Linked DNA regions of Mus musculus: all the other regions are linked to region 1. A link is a contact called in public HiChIP or PLAC-seq data. All regions are on one chromosome and are shown on one strand. The core of a region is the stretch at or near the end of the contact, and the rest is flanking DNA. Distances in the headings are between cores, read along the strand shown. Region 1 overlaps Slc12a3 (solute carrier family 12, member 3). Region 2 overlaps Cpne2 (copine II). Region 3 overlaps Cpne2 (copine II).

The links. HiChIP or PLAC-seq counts read pairs in DNA pulled down with a chosen protein or histone mark.
Region 2: a FOXA1 HiChIP or PLAC-seq map of pancreatic cancer cells shows a contact between it and region 1. The contact joins two enhancer-like sites. A contact is called at or near these places in 1 of 39 promoter capture datasets (embryonic stem cells), 3 of 115 datasets of contacts at active chromatin or transcription factors (the 230-238 cell line, bone marrow-derived macrophages and pancreatic cancer cells) and 3 of 9 other capture datasets (adipose tissue, liver and pancreatic islet).
Region 3: a FOXA1 HiChIP or PLAC-seq map of pancreatic cancer cells shows a contact between it and region 1. The contact joins two enhancer-like sites. A contact is called at or near these places in 3 of 484 Hi-C or Micro-C datasets (group 2 innate lymphoid cells, olfactory sensory neurons and ventral hippocampal neurons), 1 of 115 datasets of contacts at active chromatin or transcription factors (pancreatic cancer cells) and 4 of 9 other capture datasets (adipose tissue, embryonic stem cells, liver and 1 more).

What each region holds. Positions count from the first base shown.
Region 1 is chr8:94,351,497-94,356,450 of GRCm38.p6, reverse strand. It overlaps Slc12a3 (solute carrier family 12, member 3), which reads right to left. Exons shown (of 25, transcript NM_001205311.1): 20 at 4,642-4,743; 21 at 3,330-3,441; 22 at 53-139. Among named protein-coding and RNA genes, the nearest start is that of Gm15889, 24 kb to the left of the region's middle. Within about 2 kb of position 1,685, at least 108 of the 459 cell types and tissues checked have an H3K27ac peak or open chromatin away from gene starts, as enhancers often do. A contact at or near this core is called in pancreatic cancer cells, where this site is marked.
Region 2 is chr8:94,539,819-94,544,412 of GRCm38.p6, reverse strand. All of the region lies in intron 1 of Cpne2 (copine II), which reads right to left. Among named protein-coding and RNA genes, the nearest start is that of Cpne2, 9.1 kb to the right of the region's middle. Within about 2 kb of position 2,977, at least 57 of the 459 cell types and tissues checked have an H3K27ac peak or open chromatin away from gene starts, as enhancers often do. A contact at or near this core is called in pancreatic cancer cells, where this site is marked.
Region 3 is chr8:94,569,629-94,574,658 of GRCm38.p6, reverse strand. It overlaps Cpne2 (copine II), which reads right to left. Exons shown (of 16, transcript NM_153507.2): 16 at 4,130-4,688. The coding sequence ends at 4,581. Among named protein-coding and RNA genes, the nearest start is that of Gm38555, 4.9 kb to the right of the region's middle. Within about 2 kb of position 2,563, at least 35 of the 459 cell types and tissues checked have an H3K27ac peak or open chromatin away from gene starts, as enhancers often do. A contact at or near this core is called in pancreatic cancer cells, where this site is marked.

The DNA.
Region 1 (4,954 bases), core at 436-2,935:
AAAAAAAAGCAATAGCAAGCAGAGGGATCTACAGGGCCAACACACAACTCACTGCTCGGCCTGGGGCTTCTGGTTGATGTCGGGAAGGACGTGAACTTCATGGAATCCCAGTCTGAACTTGCTCAACAGAGAGATGATCCTGAAAGACAGATGCAGAAATTATTTTTGAAGTATCCACTCGTTCTGATAGTCATTAAGCACCTGCTGAGTGAGTAGCAATGATCAGAACAGAAGGGGCTGACAGAGGGGGCAAGGTGGCTAGACGCTGAGAAAATATGGGTGGAGTAGGTGAGAGAGTAGCAAGCGACATGGAAAAAATATTTGCCCAGAATCTCCCAAGTATCTGCTGGCTGACTCTGAACCAGTGTCAGCAGGCCAGGATGGAACTGGGATGTTGCTAGGCTTGGGAACCACACTTTGAGAAGTGAAGGTCAAAAGGATGAGAAGACAAAGGGAGAGACTGAAGAGAGGTGGTAAAGACAGAGACAACACCACACACGAGCTGAGGAGAAACCCAGGAGCTGCGCCCGTTAGACGGCACAGACTCAGCATCTGATGGAGAAGCCCACTGTTGGAGGGCACAGTCACGGAAGACTTCACAGAGGAAGCAGCCATCTGGCGGGCTAGTACATGCTGGAGAAAGCTGCTCTAGGCCCTCAGGGTAAGGCAATGTCCACATTGGAATCACCCAAGATGTTTGCAGAATGCACCGGTGGAACTCCAGCCCAGTGCTGAGCCAGAAATCCTAGCAAAGCATGGTCTGGGTGATACCTCCAGGATGTGATGTGCGCACCAGACCGACCCATTGGAGGAGGAAGCCAGTGAGGGTAGGGAAGAAGCAGCTAGGGTAACATGGAGCATGCTGGGAAGGGGAGCCTAAAGGCCCAGGCCTCTACAGACAGCTCCTGCTGGCTCTTGAACTTAGGGATGGGACTTAATTTTTTTTTTGAGATTTTTTTTTTATGTACATGTATGTGTGTATCTTTCTCTGTGTGTCCCATGTGTGTAAGGGTGTCTGAGGAGGCCAGAAGATGCCAGATCCCTTGAAGCTAAAGTTCTAACAGTGCTAGCTATTGGGACTCCAACTTGGATGCTGTTTAAGAGCAGCTGGTGTAATAAACTGGGGAAGCACCTCTCCGGCACCCCCACCCTAAGCCTGCTATGCCTTTGTTATTGTTGGCTAGTTGGTTGGTTTTGGATTGGTTTGTTGTTGTTTTGGTTTTTTGTTTTGTTTTGACATAGGGTTTCTTTGTGTAGCCCTGGCTGTCCTGGAGCTAGTTAACTCTGTAGACCAGGCTGGTTTGAACTCGCAGAGATCCACCTGCTTCTGCCTCCCGAGTGCTAGGACTAAAGGTGTGCAATGCCACCACTGACCTTGAGTTTCTGCGTCTTCTGTATCCCCCTCCCCAATGCTTACTGCTATGCTCTGTGCATGCAGCGCTGTGTGTTACACCCAGGGCTTCATGCACATTCGGCACACATAACCAGTGTTCCATTCCCAGAAGCAGGATTTTAAAAGCAGAGCTGTGGCACCTTCATCCAGGTATCTGCCAGGAGCCCAAGCAGTCCTTGGGTCATAGGGCCAGCAGATCATGTGATCCACAAAGTGGCAGTTGGGACAGAAGGGTTTTTATCAACACTGTGAGGACATGCTGTTACCCAACGGGGCCACCTTGAGCTAAGCAAACCTCACGAAACCCAGCTGCCACCCAGAGCTGGGACAGGAAGTACAGACTGCTGGAGAGCCTTCTGGTCTGTTTGTTTACTCTTTAAAAGTCCCATGAAAGTCAGGTGGCTAGGGTCCTCAATGCCGTCAGTGGCCTTGCCAAAGAAGGCCCTTTTGGTGGTAAAATTCTCACGGAGTGCAGCAGGCTGAGGGAGAAGGCAGGGAGAGTATGCTGGGCCTCCTTGAACCCACAGGGTGATTAGAAGAAAGAGCAGGGGTGGAATCCTGGTATAGGAAGAGTGGTACAGGCCAGGGGCCACCTCCTATCGTGATCTCCTGCTACAGCTTGCACCAGAGTCTTCTCCACGGACAAACCGCCACCATTCGTCTGAGCAGGTCTCATCATGCACGACCTTTAATCTTACTTCCCTTGGCTGAAAAGTCACTGTTGCCCCAACTCCTCCCCTACAACTCAGGCCAACTTGACACCTCTACAGCCACACCTCTGTGTACTTCTGTGTTTATTTAAGGCAAGTCACATTCTGTCTTAGTGCTGTGATTTGCATACAGTTTACCCCCAAGAAACTCAGGTTAAAATTTAATCCTCAGCGCGTGGGAGTGAGATCATGGAAACAGAATCCTGTTCTGGTGTTTATGGATAGGGACTTTGAGACCTGTTTAGGATTTGAAGCCAGGTCACTGAGGTTGCATCCTGTGGTTGAACTGAAATTTAGAGGCTTCATAAGATAAGAGGGGAGAACACACACACACAAACACACACACACACACACACACACACACACACACACACACCAGTATCTTGTCATATGATACCCTGCGTCACCATCACCGCAAGAAGGATGTCACCAGACACAACCCTTAGACTGAGCCTCCGGAACCGTGAGCAAAATGAAACCTCTTTTCTTTATGAGACAGACTGCCTCAGGTGTTTTGTTATAGTCTTTAAAAGGGGGCTTAGTAAGATATATTTCAGAAGCAAAATTTATCTCCTAATTGAAGCAGAAAACAGCACTTATGGCCAGAAAGAAGATACAATGAAAACCCATATAAATATAACAGTGTCACCAAATTCTGGCCAGATGGCATTGCCTGCCAAGCCAATGAGTCAGGCCTGCTCTGTTTGCTTAGAAGTTCAACTGAGCTCAAGAATAGGCCAGCTTGACACCAAGATCTCCTGCCAAATCATCCAGAGACCCGAGAGGGAATTAAAAGTCACTTCTCGCCATGAGATTTGGTATGTCTCCTGGCTACCTCATGTCTTCCCTGAGCCTGCATCCCTACTCTGGGGACACTGTCAGGAAGCATTCTAATCTTGCTTCACTTACCTCTGTCCTGCCATTCCATGAGTCTGTCCATGAAGAGTCTTGCGATTTCAGCACTTACCACATGTTCCTATCAGAGCAAACACCAGGACGCCTGGGTCTCCTTAAGGCGGGCCCCAGAAGCCAACCCTTCCGAAATGGAGAGAGCTCCTGCGTGAGCCCCAGGCACCATTACTGTGAGCTGGAGAGAGGCTGGCCTGGGCTTTGGGACGACCTCAGGGCCACCCACGGGCAGAGCTGGAGGGTACAGGGACAGGGAGTCCAGCAGCCTCGGGGAGGCAAGATGGCGGATCGGCACAGCCCTTGTGGTCCCCACTTACGCCTTTCTCTCTTCGTCCATCCTGTTGATCTGGCCCCCAACAAACACTCGGATCTTGCATTTGCCCCATCTCTTCTTGCGGTGCAGGAGATAGGGGATGAGGAGGGTGAGACCTAGCAGGGACGATCCCCAGGAGCCAAGAGCAAAGGACTCAGGACAGAGCCCTCTGTGTCTTTCCACCCCAGACTGCCACAGCGGAACCCTTGCTGGACCTTAGCTCCTCACCTGCAGAGGAACTCACCAGACTAAACCAACCCACTGGCCATGGTGCTCAGCAGGCTGTGGTTTATTTGGCTAACGCGGGAGTTTGGCTCTTAATTTTCAGAATTATCATTATTTGACCTTTTTGAGACAAGGTTTTAGTATGTAGCTGAGGTTGGCTTTGAACTCTTGATCTTCCTGCCTCTATCTCCCAAGTGATGGGATTGTAGGTATATGATACCATGTCCAGCCAATGATGTGGTTTTAAACAAGCAAGCTGGCGCTGAGTATTTGGCACGTAAGGTAGGGTGGGGTGGTAGCAGATAAACATTAGGATGGCCTTCATTTATTTCTTGAAAACTGAACATCTGACCAAAGAGTAGGAGCCACCCTCCCTGTCGTCTCTCCGTATAAGGCCAAGGCTCAGCCACCATGAGATCAGTGTATGCCTCCCTGTGCTTCAGTTTCTTGATTTGCAGAGAAAGACACTGCACTAGGTTGAACCCATAAGAGCACTTGCTGACAGGCACAGATTCACATATCCCAGCATGCATAGGCACCATTAATGAACTACACAGTTACTCTTGGATATCCACAGGGAGATGGGCTCCAGGACCTGCCCTCAGGTGCCACATATCTTTTAGAGAATGGTATAGGATCTGTGTGGACCCTACACCTGGCCTTGAATCTCCCTTAGGTCCTCTCCTGTCCTTCCTGCCACAGATCAGGTACCATGGAAATTGCTCTTGGGTTTTATTGTGGAGGAAACGGTGACGGGAAACTTAGTTTACGCATGTCCAATCAGACATGGTTTTCTTTTTCAGCACTTTGGTCTACAGGAGGACAGGCTCATGGGGAACCTACACACAGAGAGTCGATGTGTTCAACTAGGGCAGGGCTGTGGTCTCTTTCTTACTCTATCAAGGCAGAGCCATTGAAGCTGAGTGTTGTGTTTTAAAACCAGGACAGGCTAAGGCATCTGTCCATTTTGCTGGCTTCTGGGTCCCACCAGAGGCCTCAGTAAGTACAAGACAGAACAGCATGCCCGGAGATGCAGAGACCCCGAGGACAGAAACTCCCAGGGGACACAGATGGGTCAGAGGGGACCAGACCTCCATCATCGAACAGCCAGTAGATGTCAATGGTCTTCTTGCCTTGCTCCGACTGGAAGATGGTGCTAGCCTGCTCCTCTTGTATCAATGCCTCTGGGGTTGCTGCAGGAGGGGAAGGTTAGAGCAGAGCCAGCAGATTTGCTGCCAGGACCCACCTGAAAATAGCCAGCTTTCCCAGAGAGGTGGGCTAGCCGTTGTCACCAAGGTGAGCATGCAGTGGCCAGAAGCATCCTGCAGGCTGGGCCAGACACAGCTAATGTCCCTTCCCATACTTCATATAGTGCTATTTGAACCTTTTCCTGGCCCCCAGCTC
Region 2 (4,594 bases), core at 1,728-4,227, 190 kb before region 1:
AACTCTACCTGGGTCCGGCTCCAGCCCCAGCTGAAGAAAACCAGCAGTCTAGGAATAGTGGGCGGGGAAGTGGACTCCTCCCCAACCAGGGGCAGGGCTCCCGTCTCCAACTCACCCTCTGGCAGGAACCTTCTGGATCCCCGAAATGGGGAGCACATGGTGTCTGAGGTTGGAACAGGCAGGGATCGGAGTGGCCCTTGGTGCCAGCCCGGCAGGCAGCGGGGCAGGGATCTGGACCCTGAGGCCTGACGCAATGGAAACAGAAACCACAGCCTGGTTGGGCCAGCCCCCTCCCCTCCGTCAGTAGAAGGCAGCAAGGTGTCATTAAGGAGGGGGTTGGGTCTGTGAGTGCATTGGGCAAGATGGAAAAGCTCCAGGACAGCACCATCTGCAGGTAATTTGGGGTTTGGGGATGGAGGAGGGGGTGCAGGCAGCGTGAGAGCCTCTCCCAAGAATGATAGGACTCTTGGCACAAGTGTGGGCACAGGCCCCCAAGAAAGAGCTTGGGGTTGGGGTTGCAAAACCAGTCGGCCCATTTCTAGATGAGCTAACTGAGGCAAACAGAAGGCAGAGCTTCGAAATGACCTGTCACTGGTCACACATTCATTCAACAAACATTCCTTGTCTATCCTAGGATTGTAGTAACAAGGCTGAAGAGCAGGTAGAGGTGGCACAGCGCTCAGGAAGCAGAAGCAGGAGGGTCATGAGTTCAAGTGCAGACTGGGCTATATACAGTGAGACCCTGTCTAAAACATATAGAAGGTTAGCTCCCACTGTGGCCATTCCCACCCAGACCAGGCATCCTGCCCTTGAGATACAGGTAGACTCTGGTGCATCAGAACTAAGCTACACATGTAGAATATTATGGTTCTGGACAGAACTCTAGTCATTCATGGCCAATGACTCCCTGTGCACCCCACCCCCCACCCCCCACACCCCATGGGGCAGCCTCTTCCCACTCCTGGCTGAAGCCAGCATCAGCCTCCTGCCTCCATGTCCCTTGCCGTGGCCAGACAAGCTGCACGATCTTTTTCGCAGCAATGCCTAATTCAGTAGCTCTCCCCTGCCCAGCCAGAGGGGCGATGATCATGTAAGTCAAATGCTACCACAGAATCTTCTAATCTGACGCTTCTGGATCGCAAGTCCTTGCATCACGCCAGGCTGAGGGAGCCAGGCTGAGCTGATTCCTTTCACGCATGCAAGCCATTCTCCCAAGTTCTCGGCCAAGCTTCCCTGACTTCTAGTCTCATTTCAAGTGTGCCCACCTCCCACCTGCTCCGAGCCTTTAGCACTTGGGGTTCCATTTGCCGAAGAAAACACTTCTCTTGAAGGGCCCCCGTTATCAGCGTTCTCAGAGGTCTGCCACAATCACTTAAGCCAATGTGTTCTGTGTCCACGCCGCAGCACTTCTTTAAGTTAATCAGGGTAAGCGACAACTCTTTTACACATTCCTCAAGAAGCTCCCATAATATGAGTTCTCAAGGGGGCCCCTGACTCCTAGCACGAATGCAGGTCTGTATACTGCAAACACCCAGCAAGCACAGTAAACGCACCAGAGTCAGGAACCCAGCAAGCAGGCTGCTCACCCGCATCACTTAGAAGCTAAAGCCACTTCTCCAGCCTTGGATCTCATAACTCTCTGAAAGATGAGAAAAGGGGTGCAAGGGTCATATGTAACAGCGGAGGCCCAAGAAGGGGTAAGGGATAGATGGAGCCCAGGCCCACTGACAAGCATAGGAGCTTGATGTGGTTTGAGGGGACTCTGTAGCTGAGCCGGATGCAAGAATCCCAACTTTGAGGTGGTAGTTACAGGAGATGCCGAGTGAAGCAGGCTCAGGAGACAATAGGTTGCAGGGGACTCAGGGAGAGACAAGAGCGGAAGGCGGACAAGGAGAGATCTAAAGGGGCCCAGCAGCAGCTGCTCAGGCCCAAGACTCTCAACTGTGACCACTCTAGGGACGGGAGGCCCTGTGGGACTACCAACAAGCACTCCTAGTAGGAAGCCATAGGTACTGTCAAAACAGCATGCCCAAGGCTAATAGAGATGGCTCAGTGGCTGGGGAGCGGGGTGGGGGGGTGGGGGGGGGGTGAGGGCTGACACACAAGCATGGGGACCTGCGTTTGAATCCCTAGAATCATATAAAGGCAGGTGTGGCAGTGTGTGACTATAAGCCCAGTGCTTCTGTGGTGAGATGGTAGCCAGGGACTAGAGACTCGCCAGAAGCTCGCAGGCCAGCTAGCCTGGTGTACACGGCAGCAAACAACAGAGATACCATGACTCCAGCAAAGTAGAAGGGGAAGACACCTGAGCTTGTCCTCCGACTTCCACACCATGGCATGTCCAACCTGGTATTTGGAATATATATATAATATACATTATATATATATATATATATATATATATATATATATATATATATATATATATACACACACACACACACATACATATACATATATATATATATATAATTTTTTTTCGATGCAAACTCTAAGGGGTGAACTTGCAAAACCTTGCTAGTGACAGTCACACAGATATCTGGTCCTCTGGGCAGTGTCAAGTAGCAGTTAAATGCACAGACCCTGGACGTAGTATCCTGCATGTGAGCCTCTGGTTCTGCCGTTCCTCTGCTGTGTGACCTCAGCTGTATTACTTACTTAATCTCTCTCGTTTAGTTTTGCTCTCTGCAATATCGAAGGCAACAAGGTATGTTCTGGGTTGCTGTAAGGATTAAGATAAAGCACATTCACTATTAGAGTGGACCTTAATCTCTGGTGTGGAGACAGCAGACCAAAAAAAAAAAAAAAAACCCACAAAACCAGGTGATGTGTAGCCAAACAAAGAGGGCAAGGGACTAAAACTGGTTGAGTCACAGGTTCTCTGTTACCCTCTTCTGCTGTGGGCACAATGCACCATGTCAGTTAGGCCAAGGGTGGAGGATGTGGCCAGCGAGTTGATAAGAGACTGGCACATTTGGCAATAGTCCTGGAGTCCCTAAGGGCGACAGAAGCCGCAGCAGTTGGTGGGCACGACATTATAAGGACTGTAGTAGCTCTTAGCTTGAGGCTTTTCTTGCTCTAAGCATGGTTCCCAGAAAGCACCAGAAGTATACCATCTGGCCCCACCCAGACCTGCTCCATCAGAAGCCCTAGGGAGGCACCTAACTAACAACCCGTGTATGAACAAGCCCTGCAGGCAAGGCGGGGGGGGGGAGGGGGGGGGAGCCAAGCACAAACCACGGGTTTGGCAGGCAGGTGCGGTTTCTAACGCGCTCCCTAGAGCAATCTTGAAGCTGCCCACCTGCAGCCAAGATGAGAGCAAGAAGGCGGACACCCGAGGCTGGGCATGGCTCTAGCTTGGCCTGCACGTGGCTTAGTTAAGCAGGCGTGACACTCAGCTTCCATACAAGCCCTGCCATGCTTGGTTTAGATAGTAATTTTCTACTAACTAGAACCCTCAACTAACCAGTCAATCACTCCTCACCTTCTGGCTGCTAAGTCCTCAAGGTTCTCCGAAGTCTTGGGATGGGTCCGAGGGCATTGTCATCCCACTAACCAGATGTCATCCCAGATGACAAGGGCCAGAACTCAGAGGACAAACACATCATCAGGACTCTCCGAAGATAATAGTATGTCTGCATCCGTACAATAAGAGGCTGATTTTAAAGAATCAATTCATCGGACCACAACGGGGGTAAGCCTGAAGTTCAGAGGGCAGCATGGGCTGGAAACAGGAAGGGTTTTTTCTACGTTGTGCTCCTGAGGTCCAAGACCTCGTCTTAAAGGAAGCTCAGTCTCTGGCTGAAAGCCATCTATCAACTGGATGAGGCCCATGCATGGAGAATAATCGGCTTTGCCCAAAGCCTGATTTAAATGTTAATCACATCTTAAACATACCTCCACAGAAACATCTAGACTGGTATTTGGCTAAACAATTGGTCACTATAGGCCAGACAAGTTCACAGAGACAGTAAGTCATCCAAGCAACCTTGAGCTTTGAGGAGCAGGAAATGGGATACTAACTTCTCAAGTGTAGGAGCTCCAGGCTATCCCTGCCTGTCCGCTGGAAGGGACATAGTCACCCCAACAGAGACAAATCCCATCCAGAGTGCACAGTGAGCTTTACCTTCCAGACACCCCTGCTCAAGGCCCTGTGACCATGTGACCACACCCACAATGGAGGTTGGATGGCTGCCTAAATGGTTCCTGCCTTCTGGCTCCCAAGCTGATGATAACTGCTCTTGATATCACTCTCTGGGTCTCAGAAAGCACCCACCTTCCAGGCTGATGGGACCCTGTTCTTGCTTTCTCTCTTCTCCCTCCTTCCTTCCCCTCTCTCTCCTGCATGAGCTTGCGTCTCTCTCTCTCTCTCTCTCTCTCTCTCTCTCTCTCTCTCTCTCTGTGTGTGTGTGTGTGTGTGTGTGTGTGTGTGTGTGTGTGTGTGTGTAAGTGCACACATACATACAGGCAAAACCTCAGATGTCATTCCTTGGGGTTTCTTACTAGCCTGGAACCATGACTATTGAGCCCCAAGGATGGATTTACCTGTCTTTCCAACTGGGGTTCTAGGAACCTGGCGCTTGCATACAAACAC
Region 3 (5,030 bases), core at 1,314-3,813, 220 kb before region 1:
CAACAGCGCCTGGGCCATGAGCAGCCAAAAGCAGCAGGCTCTGGCCTGTTTCTGTCTCATGGAGGATGAAGGGAGGGAAGGGGGAGGAGGGAACAGGGATGCAGGACTTAGGAATTCTGTGTGCCCTGCTTCAGAACGAGCCTGAGAGGTGCTCTCTCGTCGCTGGTCCCAGCATCCATTGTTTTTTCCCTTCCTATGGGTGTGAGACAAGCGAGCCAGCGAGCGAGCGAGAGACACTGGGTGTGTTGGCACTGACACACTGGCAGGCAGGCAGAGGAAGCTCCTCAGATTTAACGTGGGCAGAGAGGGCCCTGGATCTCAGCCAGCCCTTCCTCTCCCCTTCCAGTATTGACACGGGTGCCTACCAGCAGATGGTGGGTTTCCTTCGCCCATCGCTGATGCCTGTGAGCGCTGCCATCCCTTGCAGAGCCTCCCAGTCCTAATCTTTCCTGACTGTCAGTGCAGGCCTGTCAGCTCCCTCCTGACAAACAAGACGTTTAGGTAAAACTGCAAGCACCTTCTGCCTCTTGTTGTCACTGTTCCGATGACTGTGCTGCCATCCCCGCAGCACGTACCTGTATCTAGAGCAACCCTGAGCTGTTTCGGGAGGCAGACCAAGACATCAAAGTCCTGAGCATCACATGGCTTGACTTTCCAGACCAACGAGTGTGCTTCATGGTCTCGGTGGATGTTGAAAAGATGGCAGGGTTGCAGAGTTTAAAACTGTCCGCTAACTTTAATTTTTAGCCCTGTCAAGCCAGCTCTTGCTGTGCACCACACCGGCTTCCAGCTCTCCCACCACGTGAAGCTGATGGTGTTGAGCAGTCCTGGGGTTCTTTTCTTTTTGACAGAGTCTACTGTGTAGCCCAAGCTGGCTTACAAACTTACCATCCTTTCATTTCAGCTTCCTGAGTGCTAGGATCACTGGCGAGTGCCGCTACACCCAACTGTGACGTCTGCTTTTGGTGTTTCTGGTGGCCTTTTTACCGTAGTTCATTGTGCCTAAATGGTGTAGAAGCCTGTAATTGAAACACCACCTCTGTGGCAAAGCAGGCCAACCAAGGAAAGCAGGATGAGCAGAGAGAGAAGGAAAACCCACTTTGACCCTCAGAACACAGTCATCTGTGTACCTTGGCAGGTCTCTCCTGGGGATCAGATTAACCAGGGACCAAAAATACTTGAAGGAAAGATTCCCTCTGTGCTGACCATGTATATATAGACTTTTCTTCTTCCCTATAAATACGTGAGTGTAACAATTTCTAGCATATCACCGTTCAGGCATCGTAAATTGTTATAAACCAAGTAAGCTAGGAATGACGGAAAGTATGGGATCCGAGTATAGGCCCGAGTAGGTTCTGTGCAAACAGCATTTCACAGACAGCACTTGACCCTCTGCGCACGTTGACCTCTGGTGGGGGATCTATGTACCAGTCCCACCAGATATCCTGCCTACATTCCTGGGACTTTCCAGTGGCTAAGAAAGTAGAACAGATGGTTGGGGTTTGTTTCTTTCCTTGTACATTCTCTCGGGTGGCAGAATTCTTAGGATTCTGAGACCTCTTGGAGAAAGCCAGCAGCAATCTGTTGCCAGCTCTCTCTGGGAGACAATGTCCCGTGCCCTCCGTCTCTTCCTGACATTTGTCTACTTGAAGCTTCTATGGCTGAGGAGGAAAGGGACCTGAAATCAAGTCACCTATTATACAAATCTGGGAGGCTGATGTGACTAGACCTAGACAGGTAGCTTACATCCTGCCTTGCACAGCTTCCAGAGGTCCCAGGACCCAGCAGAAAGTTCCTCAGACTGAAGTAAGAAATGCATGAACAGCCAGGCAGTGGTGGCACATGCCTTTGATCCCAGCACTTGGGAGTCAGAGGCAGGCAGATTTCCGAGTTCGAGGCTAGCCTGGTCTACAGAGTGAGTTCCCAGGACAGCCGGGGCTATACAGAGAAACCCTGTCTCAAAAAAAAAAAAAAAAAAAAAAAAAGGAAGAAGACATGCACGCACACACGAGCACCCACTAAGGTGCCTTGTCAGAGCCCCACCCCCAAATTTGTTTTGTTTCGTTTGTTTTGGGTCTTTGCTTCCCAGCTCTCCTGAATTCTTCCCTTTTGGTCAGCTCCTCACTTAAGAGAAAAGCTTGGTTTGCCTGGACCAGCCCCTTAAGAGCTATGTCCTTCCACCCTCCATAGATATGCCATGGTGATCTCATTACAGGTAGACAAGGTCCTTCACCTAGGAAAAGGGAATAATACCAACTTCCTATAGTCATACACAAACCACCTAGATTAGAAGCCTCCAGTGTCTGGGTAGAGTATCCTGAGTGCATTAACATGCTGCACTCAGGTTTGTATGGTTCTGGCACTCCCCACTTGTAACTAAAACACTGACATGTTGGAAGGGTCAGATCTGGTTGTCAGCTCCACCAGCTTCTGCCTTAGCTCCTGTTAGCTAAATGTTAATTGCTTAGGCACACCGGATTCTTTGGCTCAAATGTCCTTGCTGTGGGTATGTGACTCAGCTGTCATCTTAGGCCCCTCCAGGAAAAGGAAAGCAAGCAAGCTCAGTGGCAGTGAACAGTCATTTGGACTTGGGTGGCTTCTTGGCATCCTGTCGTGCCCAGCCCAGTTATACATGCTAGAATGGAATTTGAGTACTTGGTGCATGATGCTCATCAACACTTTAGTAGTCACAAGTTGCACAGTCACACCCTAATGACTCTGTCATGGGCTGGCATTGTTCCCCTACCTGCTAGAAGAATGGTTTCAGGGGGAGTTGCAATAGCATTAATAGTCCTGACCTGCCAGCATCAGGAGAGACACAGAAAAGCCCCATGGGAGACAGGCTACTCTTGTTTCTGTGACACCACTGAGGCCTGCTCTGTACAGGTCAAGCTGTTGGAGGGATACACTGCATTATTTTAGTGGACTTGTTTTTCATTCTGAAAAAGCACTCTGAAGCCAACCCTTCTATACATTCTATAGAGGAACCCCACATTCCCAGAGGCCCAGTGACTTATCTGGGTTGTCCTGCTATAAGACAGAACCAGATTTTTTTTTATTATTTATGCCTTTTAAAGGCTGGCCTTCTCGGTGTGTGTGTGTGTTACGAGACTGACTCCAACAGTACACAGTCATCTACCTGGAAACTATATCCACTAGACTCCCTTGTTTGCTAAGCCAATTAGTAGCTGGGTGTGATAGCAGACATCTTCAATCCTAGCTACCAGAAGACAGAAACAAGATGATCTTCGTGAGCTCAAGGCCAGCCTGGTCTGCATGGTGAGTTCTAGGGCAGCCAGAGCTACATAGTAAGATCATGTCTCAAAAACAAAAAGCAAGCATTTGGTGGCCACAGAAATTTGCTTCACATTTCCACCATATACACCATGGCTCCTAAGATTGGGACCTACCTAGTGCTGACCATTTCCAGCAGCTAGGAAGGACTACCCTGGAGAAGAAGGCAGAGAAGGCTTAGTGTCCACAGAACAGTGTGAGGTCATTAGCAGCTTGAGCGGGAAAGCCCTTTGGAGATGCTAAGGGAGATGCTGGGGTAGTAGGATATACGTGCACGATGGTAACCACACCTCCATCCGCACTCTGCCTGTCTAGTAGGCCTGGTGTGTTTCCGTTTCTGCAAGATCATGCATGGTAGGGCTGTGGAAGGTTCACAAACAGTGCTGGCATGGGAGCTAGAAACGTGGTACAAAGTAGAAATGTTCCCTGTTAGTCACGTCTGCTTGTCAAAGGGCCTAGAACTCCGAGAGAGAATATGGGTGTGGAGGGAAAGGAACAAGGAAGGGGGCTGGGGCCAGGCTTGTGACGAGGAGGTACGTGCTAAGAGGAACAGCGGGAGCAGATAGAACCTTGTTTAAGGTCCTGAAACTTAAACCACTGCATTGCCTACTACATCCAAGAGGAGAAAGTGGGGGGCTGCAACCACTATTTGGATGCCATGTCCTGTCTCAGTTTCACAGGAATCACTACTGGTGACGGGGAATGCATGTCCCCATGAGGAAGTGATCTCACTGAATCCTCAAGGATAGGGGTGAGGAATCGGGACTTCCTATTGGCTTTCTTTTCCAGTTCAGTGAGTGCCCATTGACCCTCACTAAGGAAGGAGCTTGACAGCCAACATCTGAAACTCCTTTATTACCCTGAGTTTTACAAATAGAACACAGTCACAAGTATAAAAACAGCAGACCACCATACAAAGTATGCAGTAAGGGATATACATTCCTTCTTGCAGCTAGTTACTTAGAAAAAGCCAGTTATGATTGTAAAAATTTTATTCTCTTTAATAACAATAATTCCACTAAAATTATACAAAGTACATTCAATACTTAGAGTGGCAGGAGGGTGGGGAGAGGAAGCCGATTTGTCCTGGAAGCATCATCCATTGACTCTGACAAAGGGAGCCCAGCTGGGCTGGGGAAGTTGTGGGTGGAGGTCCAGTTGTAAAAAATGAAAACGTGGACTGGTTTTAAAAAAAAAAAAAAAGCCACCCACGAGGAAGCGGGGTGAACGTGCATGTTCCTGGGGAGGCCGGGGGCTCAGCTGGCATGCTGCGGCTGGGCATGGGCTCAGGCAGGCTCTGAGTTGGTGGGGGGCAGGTTTTTATGCTTGAAATACTGCACTACTTGCTGAGGCAGCTCCGCCAACACCGCTTTAGCCAGCGTTTCTTTTGCTGCCTGTGGGGTCCAGGTGGGGAGAAACAGGAAAGAGGAAGAGGATTAATGTGCAGGTGAGAGATTCACTATCCCAGAGCTTTGGTAGCAGAGGGCCATGGAGGGCTTGAGGGTCAGGGCCCTCTGAAAGGAGCGTGCCTCAGCCCAGCCCAAATGCTAATCCTGCCACTAGCCGTGATGTCCTTGTCAATGAAGTTCTCTGCCCTTACAGGATGGGGAAAGACCTTAGAGGATGAATTTGTGGGGGGGAAGAAATGGCATTTTAGCCTCTTCCACCTCAAACATTTCCTGACCAACAAGCAGCAGTGAATGGTCACTACTGAACAGGCAGCCACAGGAAAGTGC